Regions from separate parts of the Triticum aestivum genome. Here region 2 is linked to region 1. A link is a contact called in public HiCAR-type data. All regions are on one chromosome and are shown on one strand. The core of a region is the stretch at or near the end of the contact, and the rest is flanking DNA. Distances in the headings are between cores, read along the strand shown.

What was found. HiCAR-type assays count read pairs that join an accessible place to other places.
Region 2: a contact with region 1 is called in a HiCAR-type map of leaf, with 4 times the contacts expected there. The contact joins the promoter of LOC123132458 here to the promoter of LOC123132457 in region 1. A contact is called at or near these places in 4 of 5 Hi-C or Micro-C datasets (leaf and an unstated tissue) and 1 of 1 datasets of contacts at active chromatin or transcription factors (leaf).

What each region holds. Positions count from the first base shown.
Region 1 is chr6A:126,318,843-126,321,658 of IWGSC CS RefSeq v2.1, reverse strand. It overlaps LOC123132457 (homeobox protein knotted-1-like 2), which reads left to right and starts at 1,357. Exons shown (of 6, transcript XM_044552249.1): 1 at 1,357-1,820; 2 at 2,483-2,603. The coding sequence starts at 1,521.
Region 2 is chr6A:126,744,406-126,747,221 of IWGSC CS RefSeq v2.1, reverse strand. It overlaps LOC123132458, which reads left to right and starts at 1,397. Exons shown (of 5, transcript XM_044552251.1): 1 at 1,397-1,979. The coding sequence starts at 1,599.

The DNA of each region.
Region 1 (2,816 bases), core at 108-2,607:
TATTTTCTCTCATGCTACTGTTTCTGTTCCCATGTCGTTCCTTAATAACGTTCTTGATCAAGTTCTTATCTACCAAATCTCATTTCCGCTGCTGTGTTTGGGATCCGTTCAAAACATTCACAAGAATTTTTGAATCTCCCATTCACCCCCCACTGGGCTATATACTCTCGGTCCTAACAGGAGCGCTTTAGTTCATATAAGAGTTTGTCCAGACTTGTCCTTTGCTATAAAAAGGATTGGGCCACCTTATTACACCTTTGTTACACTTGTTATTTGTTAGTCGTTACGAATTACTTTGCCACCAAACTATCTGTTACTGATAATTCCAGTGCTTGCAGAAAATACTTTGCTGCAAACCGCTTATCATTTTCTTCTACTTCTCGTTGGGTTCGACACTCTTACTTTTTGAAAGGACTACGATTGACCCCCTATACTTGTGGGTCATCAAAACGCAGCCTCCACCACAACTCGTTGACGTCCTCGTCTTCATGGCAACCTCCGCCATCATCCTTCTCCCTAGTTGTCGCTAACATCAGACATGACGCCGGATCACCTTGGCCATCAACACTGCCTCCTCTCTTCCCCATCCTCCTCATCGGAAAATCATTGAAAATACACGGGATTCGTCAAATGCGGGTCAGAACACCTCGGCAACTCCCCTGCTCTCTTCCGCATAAGAGAGAGAAGAGGAAGGGACGGGAGCACATACCTAAGAGAAAAAAAAGATAGGATTGGAGTGGGATGCAGTGGGTGGTTGAGGCGTGGAACACTTTAGATAAGAGCGAGAGAGACCGGAACGAAAACATTTGCTCTGAAAAATTAGGACACCGAACTATCTCAAAATGTGACGTGGCCACTCTTCCTGGTCAATATTCATGCAAACAATCCAACGATTATTACAACACTCGACCGAAATACTTAAGATCTGACTTTAGTTTTTTATCGATCCGAAAATACAATACGAGTTCCAAAACTTCTAAAGGTGTTTTCTCCATGGATTTTTGTACATTCAATATCTCATTTATTAATTATTCCCTCCATAAACTAATATAAGAATGTTTAGAATACTAGTGATCTAGATGTTTTTATATTAATTTATAGAGGGAGTAGCTTATTAATGATCTCCTGGCTTGTCTGAATTTACTTCAATCTAGTAAAGGTATTTTTTTCCATGGAATTTTTTAATAGTAATTTGGTCTCCACGCCGGCCAGCAGCTGTATCTCCTCGTCGGTATCGACGCCGTAGGGTTCACGTCTCTGCAGTCCACACCTCACATACTTTGACGAGCTCGTCGTCTCGCCCGCTCGCGGACAGTCGTCAGCCGCGACAAGGACGCCAACCCACCCTGCCATCCGTCATCCACTCCGCCCGTCCCTCCCACCCCCACCAACCAAAACCCACAACCGCCGAGGTCGTTGCGCATCCCCTCCCCCCCGAGCGCCTCCGCCCCCACCCCCGCCCCCGCCTCCGCCTGCCCCCCTCCCCCTCGCCACCCGACGACGCGGCGACGGAGGGCTCGATGTCGTTCCACTACCCGGACCACGGGCTCGCGATGGACGCGGCGGCGGCCGCCGCCTCGTCGCCAAACCCTAGCTTCTCACCCGGCGGCGGCGGCGGGGAGAGGGAGAAGGCGGCCATCGCGGCCCACCCGCTGTACGAGCGGCTCCTGGAGGCCCACGTCGCCTGCCTCCGCGTCGCCACCCCCGTCGACCAGCTCCCCCGCATCGACGCGCAGATCGCGGCCCGCCCGCCCCCGCTCGCCGCCGCCGCCGCGGCCGCGGGCGGGCCCTCCGGTGGCGAGGAGCTCGACCTCTTCATGGTACCTATGGCTTTCGCGCCCCTGCCTGTTTTTTCCCGCGTTGCCGCTGGGTGCCGTACATGTCTTCTGTATATGCTTCGTGTGAACAATAGGAATTAGGAATAGGGAGAAATTGGGATAAGTTTTGCATAGGTTTTGAGTAGGGCTAGTGATGGATTTATGATGTGCTCCTTATGGTGAACTTGGGAGGGTCGATCTGACTAGAGACTGCTGGTTATTGTAACAACGATGCTGGAATAGCCTTATCAATTTGTTTGTATGAATGAGAAATGAAACCAAAGCAGATACAGTATATATTCTACGCTAAGGTTCATCGATATAGTGGCACCATACTTGTTGAAGTAGTATAGATACGCCATGGGTCATTGGTGGGCCTTTTTGTGGTATTAACAGCTTATTTGGCACACCTGAAATGTCATACTAGTGTACCTGCTCGCCTGTATGAATTGCCCATTTCTGTCTTTACTTTGATCTTCTTTAGTAGTGCCCTTACGGCTACTGATCATCTAAAATGCTTTTATGTCGCATGACTAGAATTTCCTTTACTTTTCTGAAACTTTTATATCTTCTAAGAAATGAATATGTTGCTTACATCTAGCATAATGTTTTTTTCTATGTACAATCCTTCTTATGGGTTCTAATTATCCTTCATTGGCTTGTAGACACATTATGTATTGCTTCTCTGTTCATTTAAAGAACAACTCCAGCAGCATGTACGTGTTCATGCAATGGAAGCAGTGATGGGTTGTTGGGAGCTTGAACAATCCTTACAAAGTCTAACAGGTAAATGAAAGCATTTATCTATGTATATTGCTCGAGCAGAGTAGCAGAAATTCTCCAGTATATAGTATGTAGTTATTTATAATGTGGAAACCAAAAAGCGTGGTGGCTGAAGTGAAAAGTGAAAGAAAAATGGATATCAGACGGATAACATAATTAAAATTTAAAAAGGTTTCACACTGTAAACTTTGAGCGATAGGATTAACTGATTTAAGG
Region 2 (2,816 bases), core at 148-2,647, 430 kb before region 1:
CCTAGCTTGGCTGTTTTGTTGGTTCACCGGATAAATAAAAGCGCAGCGAGCATATTAGTACATCTATATGAAGACATGGGCGGACCTACCGAGCGGCTGGAGCTGGATGCTGCGTGCGTGCCCATCTGTGGCCAGCGGCGGCGCTTCCACTTCGAGGCCGGGAAGAAGGGGTCAGAGGAAGCAGCGACGGCGATCGAGTTTTTCGGAAGTCCTTTCACGCGGTGGAGACCTGACCGGGCAGGGCAGTTTCGTTGAGTCCTAGAACGCCAGCTGCGGAGGGTAAAAACGGAAAAGAGCAGCGCGAGTGCGACCCGCTTTAGCTCAATTTTATTTACTTATTTATATATATCCAAACATTGGACTGGTTTGAGATTCTTCGTCGTAGCCTGGTAGACCAGGACTGGAGTCGCCAGCTAGCTTTTGCTTGCGCAGGAACTAGAGCTACTATCTCCCTGCAGCCGAGCAAGTGCCGATCGATGCTTCGTTTGCAAGGATACTCCAGGCGCAGGGGCAACACAGAGCCGTAATTTTACAAGTTTTTTTTTTAAGATTTTAGTACGGGTTGGGTTACGGTATCGAATAATTTGTCGTACTCCGAACACAATCTATTTTACCGAATCAAGGGGGAAATCCAACCTGCCTGGAGGGAGAAACCTGGAATTTAAAATGAGAATCGGTGCGCTGGCGCTGCCAAGTGGGCCCCTGGTGCCAGCGAGAGGAAGGCAGAGAAGAGGCTTCCACCGGTACTGTTGCCTGCCCGCCTGCTTGCGTGCGTGGGAATGTGCGCAGTAACTTCACAGTCAGCAGCCAGCCAGCCAGCAGAACGAGAGAGAGAGAGAGAGAGGAGGGGCAGCTCCAGAAGCAAGCTCCCCATTCTTTCTTCAGAAAAAAAAAGGAATTTCCTCTCCGAGGCTCAGGCGCTTTCCATCCATCTCCTTCTCCTCGCCACACGGAACCCGGAGCGGGTCACTGACACGCCGCCCCCGCCCGCAGCTCAAACTCCCATTCCGCTCCCCTCTCCCTCCTGGCTTGCGTCCTACGCCTGGCGCTCCTTCCATTTCCACCCCGGCGTGCCTCGGTCACTGACGCGCGGGCCCACCGGGGGCGAGCCCGTCATTTCCGCGGGGGCCACTGTGCGCGGACGGAAGAAAGGCTCGGCTTCGGCTCCCATCCTGTCCTTGGTCGGGCGGCGGCCACCTCGCCCCGCTCCCCGCGGTTGCCCGCTGACGCGTGGGGCGCCGTGACGGTGGGGCCCGGCGGTCGGTGGGGGGGTGAAGTTAGGTGGTGCGATGTGGCGGTGCGGGGCGGGGGCAGGCGGGGTGCGTGTGTGTCGTGTGTGCGGGGCGGGGGTGGGGATTATTTTAGTCCGCGGTTTTATTCGGGCATTTAAAAGGCCCGGCCACCACGCCGTGGCCTTGGTTCGTCTCCGCCTCCACGCCCCCCATATTTCCCATTCCTTTCCCTGCCCTGCCCTGCTCCCACCCACATCTCCACCTCCACCCTCTCCATCCACTCCACCGGCGCATCGGGGTGTCTCCGTCTCCGTCCGTCCGGCCGGCGTGGTTTTCTTCCTTCCCGAGCCGCGACGAACGCGCGACATGGCCACCGCCGACGACGCGGTCGCCGCCGACATCATCTGCTCGCTGCGCGGGGCCGACCTGGCCGGGTGGACGCCGCCGTGGAGCAAGCGCGGGAGGCCGATGGAGGAGGCGAGGGAGCTGTCCTGGCCGGCCGTGGCGCGGGGGAAGCGCTCGCGGCGCCGCTCCCCGGCGTCGTCGTCGGCGACGGCTGCGGCGGGGGGTAAGGCGGCGAGGTGCGCCCGGTCCAGCCCGGCCTCGCCGCTCGACTACAGCGCCGGCTCCGCCTCCCTCCGCTCCGGCGCGTCCACCAGCGGCGGCGAGGACGGCGCCTTCTGCTCGCCGTGGCACCGCCGCGCGGCCACCGCGCCGGCGACGGCGACGACGAAGACGACGACGAAGGTGCGTGCGCTCATATCCATCCATCCACCCATCCACCCCCACGTCTCCCACGTCCCTGCCGCCGCCCCCCGCTTCGTTTTGGGTTCTTCTCCCTCCCCCACCACCAGCGTCTCTCTCTCCTATCTCTGCGCTTTCCTTTCTTTGGTTTCTTTTTGCCCTTTTCGATTTTTTCCCCTGCCGCGTGACGAAACTGCCCCTACTGGTCAGCCGCAGCCGCAACCGCATCAGCAACCAGCAAAGATCCCTTCTTCCCTTCGCGATTTGAACACCGCCTTTTCCACCTTCTCCATCTCATTTTCTCCTCATTTCATACCATTTCAATCCCCTCTCGCTTGGCCATGTTCCGCTCCGGGGATCCGCATTGGTTCTTCCTCCCGAATTACTATTTCAGTTGCAAAACCATTGCCAGCTCCAGCCAAAAAAAAGCCATAAAAGAAGAGCCGAAATTCAGCATCTTATTCCATAAGTGCGTGCGGATTTGCTTATGCTGGAGTGATGCACGCAGTGGTTGACTCCTAGTACCGGCGAAGGGGGGGCAGTTCGGGAACTCGCGGCGCAGCCGGTGGGTGAGCCCCCGGGGCTTCAATTCGGCAGCATATCTCCAAGCGACCATGCCCGTCCGTATCCCGGAGCTACCCCTCGGCTCCCCACAGCGCGGGGGCATTAAAGCGAGGGGCAGCGCGGTCATTTCCCCACGTCCTTTATCCCCCGGTGCAATTGCTCGTGTGGTGGGAGCCTGCAGGGTGTGGCGTGGCCCCCACTCCCTAGCCCCCTTCTGGTGTTGAGTGTACGCAGAGTCAAAAGCGCCGAGTTAAAACCCGGGATCCAAGTGGGTGG